Linked DNA regions of Mus musculus: all the other regions are linked to region 2. A link is a contact called in public Hi-C data. All regions are on one chromosome and are shown on one strand. Each heading gives the region's core, a stretch centred on a gene start, on an enhancer-like site or on the middle of the called end of the contact. The rest is flanking DNA. Distances are from core to core; before and after follow the strand shown.

What was found. Hi-C and Micro-C count contacts between places; a contact is called where the count stands out from the background.
Region 1: a contact with region 2 is called in a Hi-C map of neural progenitor cells, with 2.0 times the contacts expected there. The contact joins the promoter of Dnajc19 here to the enhancer-like site in region 2. A contact is called at or near these places in 6 of 39 promoter capture datasets (the 3T3-L1 cell line, the HPC-7 cell line, hippocampal neurons and 2 more), 1 of 484 Hi-C or Micro-C datasets (neural progenitor cells), 2 of 115 datasets of contacts at active chromatin or transcription factors (astrocytes and stem cell-derived neural progenitor cells) and 1 of 9 other capture datasets (embryonic stem cells).
Region 3: a contact with region 2 is called in a Hi-C map of cortical neurons, with 4 times the contacts expected there. The contact joins the promoter of Ccdc39 here to the enhancer-like site in region 2. A contact is called at or near these places in 8 of 39 promoter capture datasets (the 3T3-L1 cell line, 3T3-L1-derived adipocytes, the C10 cell line and 4 more), 5 of 484 Hi-C or Micro-C datasets (the G1E-ER4 cell line, the HPC-7 cell line and cortical neurons), 1 of 115 datasets of contacts at active chromatin or transcription factors (embryonic basal ganglia) and 1 of 9 other capture datasets (adipose tissue).

What each region holds. Positions count from the first base shown.
Region 1 is chr3:34,079,358-34,082,868 of GRCm38.p6, reverse strand. It overlaps Dnajc19 (DnaJ heat shock protein family (Hsp40) member C19), which reads left to right and starts at 1,515. Exons shown (of 6, transcript NM_026332.4): 1 at 1,515-1,683; 2 at 2,587-2,638; 3 at 2,712-2,785. The coding sequence starts at 1,681.
Region 2 is chr3:35,101,881-35,105,227 of GRCm38.p6, reverse strand. No RefSeq gene overlaps it. Among named protein-coding and RNA genes, the nearest start is that of Gm35255, 150 kb to the right of the region's middle. Within about 2 kb of position 1,802, at least 25 of the 459 cell types and tissues checked have an H3K27ac peak or open chromatin away from gene starts, as enhancers often do. A contact at or near this core is called in astrocytes, cortical neurons and neural progenitor cells, where this site is marked.
Region 3 is chr3:33,842,178-33,845,621 of GRCm38.p6, reverse strand. It overlaps Ccdc39 (coiled-coil domain containing 39), which reads left to right and starts at 1,312. Exons shown (of 20, transcript NM_026222.2): 1 at 1,312-1,517. The coding sequence starts at 1,428.

The sequences.
Region 1 (3,511 bases), core at 266-2,765, 1.0 Mb after region 2:
AAACTATCAAATATGGATGTGGATCGAGGCCCTCATCCACCAACTACCTTCCCTTTCAGGAATATAACAGTAACTACATTGCTCACCTTTCCTTTGCTGTGGCAAAATGACTGACAGAATTACCTCACATTGGAAAAATAACTGGCTCACAGTCTCAGAGCTGACAAGGCATAGTCGTCTGATCCCATTGTTTCTGGATGTGTGGTGAAGCAGAACCTTAGGATGGGGAATGTCGGACCTACCAGCAGAGATGAATGATGGCCAAGAAGCAAAGAAAGGGAGGAGCTAGAGACAAGAACCTGCTCCGCATAACTATGATTCAGCTACGTCCCCATCACCTCCCACCATCCACCAAGCCAAGAACCAACTGATCAATCCACTCATCTTCTTAGAGCCTTTCGATCCAGTTACCTTCCCAATACCCTACCTCTAACACATCCCTGCCATGAGTTCTTAACACACACACACAAACACACACACACACACACACACACACACACACACGAATCCATGCATGAGCCTCTGAGAGACAGCTCAGATTCAAAGCACGACAAGTGAAAGTCCAATCCTCACAGCATGCCTGGATTTCATGTCTGCCCACCTAGCCAGGAGAAAGGAATAAGTCTCTGCCTAGTTTCTGTACATCCATGCCCACAGACATGACACTCCCCACAGCTACACCACAGAAACAACCCATGAGAAACGGAAAGATAAGCAAAATATGATACATTCACACAATGGTCTTCTGACAACAAAGGGGAGAAGCTTGGGGAAGTAGCAGGCGAAGACTGGCAAGATTAACAGGAATTCATTGACAAAGAACAGCTACCTTAGTTTCTAGCTTCCCTTGGGGTCACATATGGCTTTTATATTCTCACAACTTACAGCCTTTATGCAAAAAGACAGCTCCTAGTCACTTTCCTTCTAGTCAAGTGCATTTGCCATGCTTAGGCCAAACAACCACATGCTGTGAGCAACACAGGTACAAGAAGCTCTTTTAATTACACAAATAGTAAGTCAGGCTAAAACAGGAGAGAAAAAATTCATGGTGAACACACAACAGGAGCTGTATTTTTAGTGAACAAATCTACATAGCCTGAAGCAGACATCAGGAAGGAAGATGGAAAAAAAAAAAAGACTGGAAAAAATCATTTTCCATATCGTTTCTGATGTTTATAGATCTAACTACGTTCCAAGCCAGAAGAAGAAAGATGTCTCTGCAGGCCATGAAGATCAGCCTTGTGGCTTCTTGACATCTACTGGCGACAGCCCAGGGTAGCAAAAGATGCACAGAAGACAAAATAAATGCCTCATGTGAAAAACAACGCTACTTCCACGGGGTGGGCGGAATAACCTATATAAAGCAAAGTTAGGGAGATAGGTTTTAGCGGGAAAGCCTGTTTTAGGGCCGGATATTGGACTTGCAAGTCAGGAATCCCGGGCAGAGGGCATGGCCAGTCCCGCCCCAGTCCGACCTCTCCGTCAACCGGAGTTGGTGAGGCCCTTTGTGCGGCACTTTGTGCGACAGTTCCGACGCACTTTACGGCGCCGCTGCCGTGTTGCGCGGCGCTAGTGGAAGTGGCGGCATCGCTGGCTCGGCCCTGTCGTTCTCCACAGCTGTACCGTGGCGGTGGGCTCGCGCTGGGATGAGCGCGCGGTGCCGAGCCGCGGAGTGGAGTCATGGTGAGTGGTCGGCGCTGACGGGCTCCGAAGGGGCGCTGGGCGGATACGGAGACTGACCTTTACTCCGGCCTCCGGTGGCTCCAGCTGACACCCCTTATCTGCTTGCAGGCAGGCACACGTTTGTGCCTCCTAGGAGGTCGGGCTGTTACCCCACTACCATCTCCGCACTCCTCCCCTCTTTACGGTGGAAATACCTTATGGGATCAGGGAGCCTTTGCAAGCACTGTTTCCAAATCCAGCAGAAATCTTATTTTCACCGGTCTTGTCTAAACTAGAAAGGGGTTCCAATGCCCAAGGGTTAAAGTTCTCTTCCATGGCTGAAAAATCACCATCTTACTGTTGTGGGTAAAGATGACTTACCCTTTTCTTCTTGGTGAAAATCCCATACTCTGACAATAAATTGTGGATAAAAATTGCAGTAGTTTAATTTTTTTTTTTTAAACAGGGTTTCACTTTGTAGTCCTGGAAGTCCCAGAACGTACAGAAATTCACCTGCCAATGTTTCCCAAGTCCGGGGACTAAATGCAAGCCGCCAATGTGCACCACGTCCAACTGCAGTAGTTTTAAAGACATATTTCTATTAGAAAAAAAAATGTTTCTTCCAGCAGACCCTGTGCTGCACTCTGTAAAGTCCCAGTTGCTTAGAGAGCTAGTCGCAAATTCGTGGGCAGCCTGGACAATTTTAGCAAGACTCCACCTCAGAATAAAAGTGTTGGAACTTTGAGAAAGGCTGGAGTTGTAGGCACCTTACCAGCATGAGACACACACTAGGTTCCATCCCTAATCCTGCCCCAAAAGGGAAAAAGAACCCACCTTTCACCAAAATGAAGGTCGTAATGAGTTTGGCTGCGGAATAGGTAGCAATTAAGAGTAGTAAAGACTTGCTCTTCTCCTCCATTACAGGCCAGCACAGTGGTAGCAGTCGGGTTGACCATTGCTGCTGCAGGATTTGCAGGTTTGTCTGTGGGTTGGGGGTGGAGCAGACTGGTTATGCATGGATTTGCTTATTCTGTTGCTTTTGGTTTTAGGCCGTTATGTTTTACAAGCCATGAAGCATGTGGAGCCTCAAGTAAAACAAGTTTTTCAGAGCCTACCAAAATCTGTAAGTGAACCTTCTTGCTAACTAACTTGCCTGTATTTGAAGCCTGGAGCTTGCCTGTAAGGTGAATTCCACAGGTCCATGGAGCTCAGTGTGGAGTTGTAAACCTTGCAATGGGCCACACTGGGAGTTGGTTTTCACATGTGACAACTGAGGGTGGGTGGCCTTTGCAGATTTAGAACGATAGCAGGTAGTTAGCAATTAATTTTACTACATATACTGTTGACCCAGGTTTATCTGTCCAGCTGCCTTCCCTCGTGTTTTGTCACATAGGATAGCTTTGCAGCGATGTTAGATAACGGCTCTGAACTGGGTGTAAAGCACAAAGCTGCTGCTAGTCAGGACTTTGAGAGGCCATGTCATGGAGCTTGGGCAGGAGCATAGGGCCTTGTTGTACATGATCTCTACTAAGGTTAAGATTCTGATGGCATAAATGTCCCTACCATAAAGTCTTATTTTAGTTGTTGCCTTGAATCTTTTCGAGATCTCCAGGTCGTCTTTTGAGACCTTTTGAAACTCCTGTTTTACGGGGATCAAGTTTCTGTCTGGAATATGGATGAGAGTGGCTGCCATTCACTCATCTCCCCTCCCCCCCTCCCATCTTATGTTCTCAAGACACTGTTCCAGTTTAGTTGCAAGAAATGGGTGTTTAACACATCTTAAAATAGTTGGCTACCCCTGGTCAAGCTAAAGTGCCTTGGGAAGTACACTTGTACTTCCCTGAAATGT
Region 2 (3,347 bases), core at 553-3,052:
CCATGCCAACTGTTTGCATCAAGTGGGGGGCGGCCGATGCTTAAAGAGCAGACAGGGAACCGGGAGAGCCTCTGAAATGAATTTTATGTCCCCCCACCTTTGTCCGCAGAGCTGTGGCTGTGGAGGCAGCTCATGAATCCACCAGAGCCCAAATGGCAACCTCGTTCCCATTATCCATCTGCTCCGCTTCCTCACAAAGGTTTAAGTACAAGATTGATTACGCATGTCGGACCATGTGAAGTACCTCAGAGTGAGGACAGGAGGGACCGTCTCTCACTCTGAACAAAAGAAAGAAGTTGGACACTCACAAGATGAATGGGGGAAACGCAGGCACCAAGTATGCAGGAGGTACCTGTGGTGTTTTGTTTGGGGGGTTTTATTTTTCTTGTTTTAATATAAAAGTGTGAAAATCTCCAGATTTGAAATACTTACGTTTAAAGTACCTACATGAGTTGATTTTTAGAATAAGTTTGTTAAGTACACTTCAAAATGAGGATAACTAATATTTAGCTATGTCCTACAAAAAGCCGGCTTTATGCAGAAAAAGTGAAAGAATTTTAACGGCAGGCATCTAAGATGACATTATCCGCTACTAAAAGACAAGACCAGATCATTTGTCCAAATGAAGGGTTTATCGCTGGTGGAAAAACGAACATAATTTCTTCAACATTAAAAGGACAATAGAGGCTTGGGCCTGGTTAGGGTAACTGGTACCAAAAATGGGCGACACACTATCTGCAAGGGGGGACAGCCTGAGGGGGAGTTCAAGTGGGTGACACACTATCTGCAAAGGGGACAGCCTGAGGGTTAGTTCTGGGCTGAGCTGTGTGGAGCTTTGTGCAAGGAGAGCTGCTTCCTCTCTTCATGTACCCATCCCAGGAGCTACATGTTCCACTGTGGCCCTTTGCAATGGGAAAAGAAAAGCTGCTACTGGTCAATACTCCTTTACCCCGAGCACTGAAGAAGGGCCTCCTTTCCTTCTTCATCTTGAAACAGCACTTGCTTTTACACACACACACACACACACACACACACACACACACCGGGCCCCCACAAACAGGAAATTAGAAAAATCCCTTCACAGAGGTTGCAGAGATGCAACAGGCCATCCTAAGGAGGTTTTCCCAGGCTTCTCTGGAACTGTGAAGGGGAACAGGTGCCCCTTGACCCCACCCCACCCCATGATTCAGATGACAACCCCTATCTCTGAGAGGTTGAAGCCATGGCATGCCCTGGCTCACACCAGGCCGAGAGCTGCAGAGGGCCCAGTATGTAATTTCTGCAGCATGCGTGAGATTTTACACCACAGACACTCTGCAGAGGTTCGTGGGGTGTCACGAGGACTGTTCTGTGACAGTTCTTGCTTTTGCCCTTACTGTCGCTTTACCTCACATTTCTTTGCTGTTTGTGTTGTTGAGAGGGAGGTAATCACGTTTTTAGATGGGTTTCATTCATACGACCATAGTCTTAGGGTGACCTCAGAGATGGAGCCGGAAATGGCAGCTGTGGATGATGTGGAAAAGTGGCAAACAAACAGACACACTTTGGTATAGACAACAAATATTCATTTCTGTTACCTAAAGAGATCGTTTTACTTAATGATTTTTAAATTTTTTTAACGTTTCATTCTAAACTTAATCAAATTGTTAATTTTTCACACAAAATAAAACAAAACAACAACAACAACAACAAAAACCAACAAAAAAGCAACAAACAAAAAACCCATAGACGTTAGGAAGAAATCTGGATGTCACGCATCCTGAATCTTCAGTGATTTTAAAGTTTCACCAGGGGGCGCTCCCACTTCACAGCCCAGAGGCAGGAAGGACAAAGGACCACAACTGTCTCATGCTTAACTTGCGGGCATACACTGTCTTGTTTGCATTTTCAACTCTTTCTCTTCTTCTCTCTCTCTCTCACACACATTGTATAAAAAAGCCCCAGTGAGCTTACGCATGCCTCCCTTAAACACTGGAGCACAAACTAACACCACCACAAAATTAGCAAACACAGACAATTGTGAATTACATTGCTCCTGGCACAGGCCACGGAGTTATGTGAAATCTGCATTGAATTTTTGGTTGTCAACATCAGTATAAGAGTACATTAACATAGGATATCAAAAAATATGTCTCTGCTGGGCCACCCTGGGGCGAAACCTGTGGTTGCTCTGCATTGGTCTCTGGGTGGTACCAGCTTCTTCACCCTCTGTGGTAAATCTTTTGGTCAGCCCAAGTCGCAAGAAAATGCAGAGTCAGGAAACAGACTAATTAAAGAAAATTCCCCAAGGACAACCCAATGACAGAGCCTGAGAAGGAATTAGTCCCGAAGCCTGCTTTTCAATTCGTGTATAAGTTTCATACATTAAGAAGCCTGACGATCGTTTTGAACACACGATTTAGGCAAACAATAAATAGAACATTTCTTGTGGGAAGGAAATAAGGTATTTCAAAGTCAGAAGGGAGAGAGCACAGTTTGCCAAGTGTAGAACCCCACAGAGTCCTCTGGCCTGGAGTTTCAAACTGATCCAAACCCTTTGGGGGTTTGAATTTCTTTGCTGTTGGCAAAACACAATTCCTGCTTCAAAGAGAACCGGCATTATGAAGGCCTGTTACAGAAGCCTCAGAAGACTTCTGGGGCACCAAATCACTCTTACAAAACACCATTTTGATGAGTTTAGTACAGATTAATGAAAAACATATGGATTAAATTTTTCTTTAAAATTACATTGGTTCATCACATGAGCAGAAGGGGCTGTAAAAAGGCATCCCAGCCTTACAGAGCTCTGGACACTTTAGCCGTGGTTTCGGGCGCTTCTCAGGCAGATACGGCTCCCCGGCATTGTGGTCCATAGAGGACGTGGAATCCGTCCCTCTGCCTTGGGCTTGGCAAACACCAGTGGGTAGTCTGAGCAGAACTTCAGGTTTCTTCCGCAAGGGTGAAAAACCAACTCGTGTGGCCTGGCAGTTTGTATTGTCTGATCGAGAGGCAATGCCTCTCAAGTAGTTGAGAACTTCTCCAAAAACGCATGACAACAGCTAATTATTCATTCTTTTCTGAGGGCCCCAGAAGGACAATATATCTGTTACCAAGCCTGGAGTGGCCATGGAAGCAGGGAACACCTCCTACTACAGCAGTTATCGAAGCACCCTCCCTACCAATCACCAAACCCAAAAACTAAACTGAGCCTTAAACAGATGGTGACTGACCAACCAGCAACCAGAGAGAGTCCAGACAGTGACAGAAACCAACTGGACCAGGCAGCTCTGCTGTCTGTGCCTTTTCCTAATGTAAGGAATGATTCAGAAACCAAGCAAACTAAACAAAAGGCCAAAGTTGGAATGTAA
Region 3 (3,444 bases), core at 63-2,562, 1.3 Mb after region 2:
CTTGCTGTGGATGCCGTTCTGCTCTTATGTTAAAGCTGACTGACTTGATCAGAACTTCGATGGTGTAGAGTTGGAAACCCAGAGCCAAATTATCTTGAGCTATCTTTAGTCTCCTTAATAGCCAGCCGTTCATTGCCCATTTGACCAGGTAATGCTTGTTGGGCTGTACTAACTTAGCAAACCACTAGCTTTCACCAACCCCAAAGCTATGAATGTCACCAGATAGTATTTGAAACCTATGGATAGCACTGACTTCCCAACTATGCTGTTGTTGGGAAGAAGCAAAGGAAACTTACTCCAGGCAGTACCATTTCGTTTTCAGACTCCATTTAATCATAGGGATAAAGTAAATTCAAGGTCCCAGATCCCAGGGAAGCCAGGGGCTTCCCCATAGCTGAACATCTTCTGTTGTAAACGGTTGAGTCTAGACATCTCAGGCACAACTTCTCTGTCTTGCTGGCAGGGTTAAACAAGTTCATATGCTCCTGCCAGCGTCTTTGTCCCCTTATCACTCTTAGCTCTGGACCTAATGTCTTGGAGAATGAATTAAGGACCTTGAAGCCAGGTGCTCTGTACAGGCTCAGTCTCCCAACAGGTACTCCCATGTTTAACACATAATGTCAAAATACAATTGGATAACGCTGCAGTTCCCACCAGCTCCCCACTTTGAATTGTGTTACCATCCTATAACAATGCTGTATAATCTCCCACCCCGTACGTGGTTCAGATCCCAAACTGGCTGCCTCCCTGAGCACTCAGAAAATAAAGCCTTAATTTTTAAATTTCCATCTCTAAAGTGAGTTTTCTCAGCTTCCATCTCAAACCCAATACTAACAGTCTTTGGTGATGTTTTCATCAATGCATTGGAAAAATGCCTTGATTTATTGCTTCCTTTTCTTCTGCAATTACAAAAACGTAGTGAAGCAAGTTTCCATGCGAGAACATGCTATTTGGGGCAGCCTGGATCTGTGTTCCCAGATCATGGTCCCTTATATATGACTTAAGAACAAATCTGAAGCCACTTTTGGGTATTATACTATCCCTCAATCTGGTGGTCGTCCATCCTGCTATCCTGTAGTCCACCATCCTGGCACCCCAGGAGCCTATGCCTTCCATCCCCGAACTTTGTGGTCCTCTGGAGCACCCGAGCTTCCAGATTTGCACGTTTTGGAAGTCCTGGGAGTGTATCTATCCGTGCAAAGAGAGCTGTGCCTCACAGACACAGGCAAGCAAATTCTACCGGCTGCAAAAAGGACAAGGGAATTCTCAAAGGAAGTTCCGCCTTCCAGCCTGAGTGCTTCCTGTTTGGTAACTAAGGGCGCCTGGCTGTTGCTAGGGCCGCGGAATACAGACGGTTAGGCTTGGCTGCGAGCTCCAGGGAACGGTTTTGGGTGGCTTGTCTGTGATTCCTTTGAGCCTCGTACGCCATGTGCAGTGAGTTCTTGTCAGAGCTGCACTGGGAAGATGGGTTCGCCATCCCCGTGGCCAATCAGGAGAACAAGATCCTGGAGGATCAGGTGAGGAGGACCGGGTGGGATTTAGGGGAGAGACGACCAGAGGGGAACAGCTGAGGAATGGTAAAAGGGCTGGTTGAACGCCGCCAGGACTGCCAATGGATGACCAGGTAAAGACTAGGTAAGGAGTGTAAATAGAGGATGCTGGGCTAGGTGGGTATCCAGTGGGAATCCGGGGGAGGGCCAGGGAAGACCAAGTCCCACGTACAGGTGCCGCGCTGCTCATTTGCACCTCTTGTGGCCTGACTTCATCACTTAGATCTGATACTCCGGCCTCCCCACTTTCTCTCCTGCTCCTATCAGTTACTACACATTTGAAAGTTTTATCGAAGCAACAATTTCTATTCAGGGCCATAAAACCCGAGTCTCACTCTTCCAGCTGTTTCAGGTGCCAGCTAGCAGGCCTTTCCCATCCAATTAAGGATCACAAATGCATTTTTGGTGTTTCCTAGTAACCACCATTTACACATGTGCACACACAAGACACATTCTTGCCAGCATTTGTGTTTCTGTGATGTTTAAAATCGCTTGAGGTGCTTTCAAGGAAAACATTTTAGTGAAGTATGCAATATAGAGTTTCAGAGTGAGAATCGAGGTGTCACAAGATGGTGAAATATTTCACATTGTTAGGACAAACCTGCACCAACTAAAATACATGCAGTTTAAGTCGTTTTTTTGTTTGTTTGTTTTTTGTTTTTTTAATTGCAACCGGCTCCACAAAGTTAATGCATCTTTAGCAGTCACCCAAAGTCCCACGAAATGGTACTAGGGTGTGGGGAAGAGGGAACCAAGAATTGAAGATTTGTGCAAATTGACAAGGTAGAAGAGAATATTTTCTGCCCTCTGAAAGTGAGCATAAAAGACTTTTGGGTAAATCTTCTGAGAAGACTGGAACGTTTGGAATGCTCTGCTCTGCTCTGCTCTGCTCTGCTCTGCTCTGCTCTGCTCTGCTCTGCTCTGCTCTACTCTACTCTGCTCTGCTTTGCTCTGCTCTCCCCTCTGGTTAGGATTGGGCATTTCCCCTTAAGGACCATCAATATTAGGACAGATAAAAGATCACTGCTGGTGCCCGAGTCATAGCCGCCAATTGAAGGTTTGGAGCCAGCCCACCAACCTGATGGGTGTCTTGTTGAACTAGAGATGAGATGGGCAGGAGACACTGTATAATTAATATATTATTACATTGTATAAGAGGTATTTAGGAGAGCGATCCTGCTGGCTCTACAGTTAGCATTTGAATTTAAGGTTCTTGTCCTGTAGTTTTTATGCTCCTCCTTTCATTACGTTACCCTTCTTTCTTTTCGGGGTATGTGTTTGTGATGTATGGTGGTGGATGTGACTAAATAGTGTACATGTGTGCGCATGTGTGCAGAGGCCAGAGATCAAGCCTAAGCGCCATCCCCCAGGCTCTACTTCTACCTTACTTTTTGAGGCAGGGTCAATCTTACTGGGATCTGGGGCTACCAGATTAGGCTAAGATGGCAGACTAGTGAAGTCCTCCCAGCTCTGTTTCCTTTATGCTGGCGTTACAAGAACATGTCACATGGCTGGCTTTTTTTCCGTGGATGTTTGCAGAGAAATGTAGTTCCTTCCCTCCCCCTCTTTCCTCCTCTCTTCCTCCCTTTCTCTTCCTCCCCCCTCCTTTTTGTCAACACAAGCTGGAATCATCTGAGAGGAGGGAACTTCAACTGAGAAAATATCTCCATAAACTTGGTCCTGTAGTCAGTCAAGCCTGTGGGGCTTTTTTTTTTTTTAACTAATGGTTCATTGGGGGGGGGGGGCACACCTGCTGTAGGTAGCGTCAGCCATGGCCCTAGGTTGTCTAAGAAAGCAGGCTAAGCAGCCTATGAAGAGCAAGGCAGTAAATAGCATTCCTCCACGGCCTGTGCTTCAGTTCCTACTTCCAAGTTACTTTCCCTACTTCAGTTCC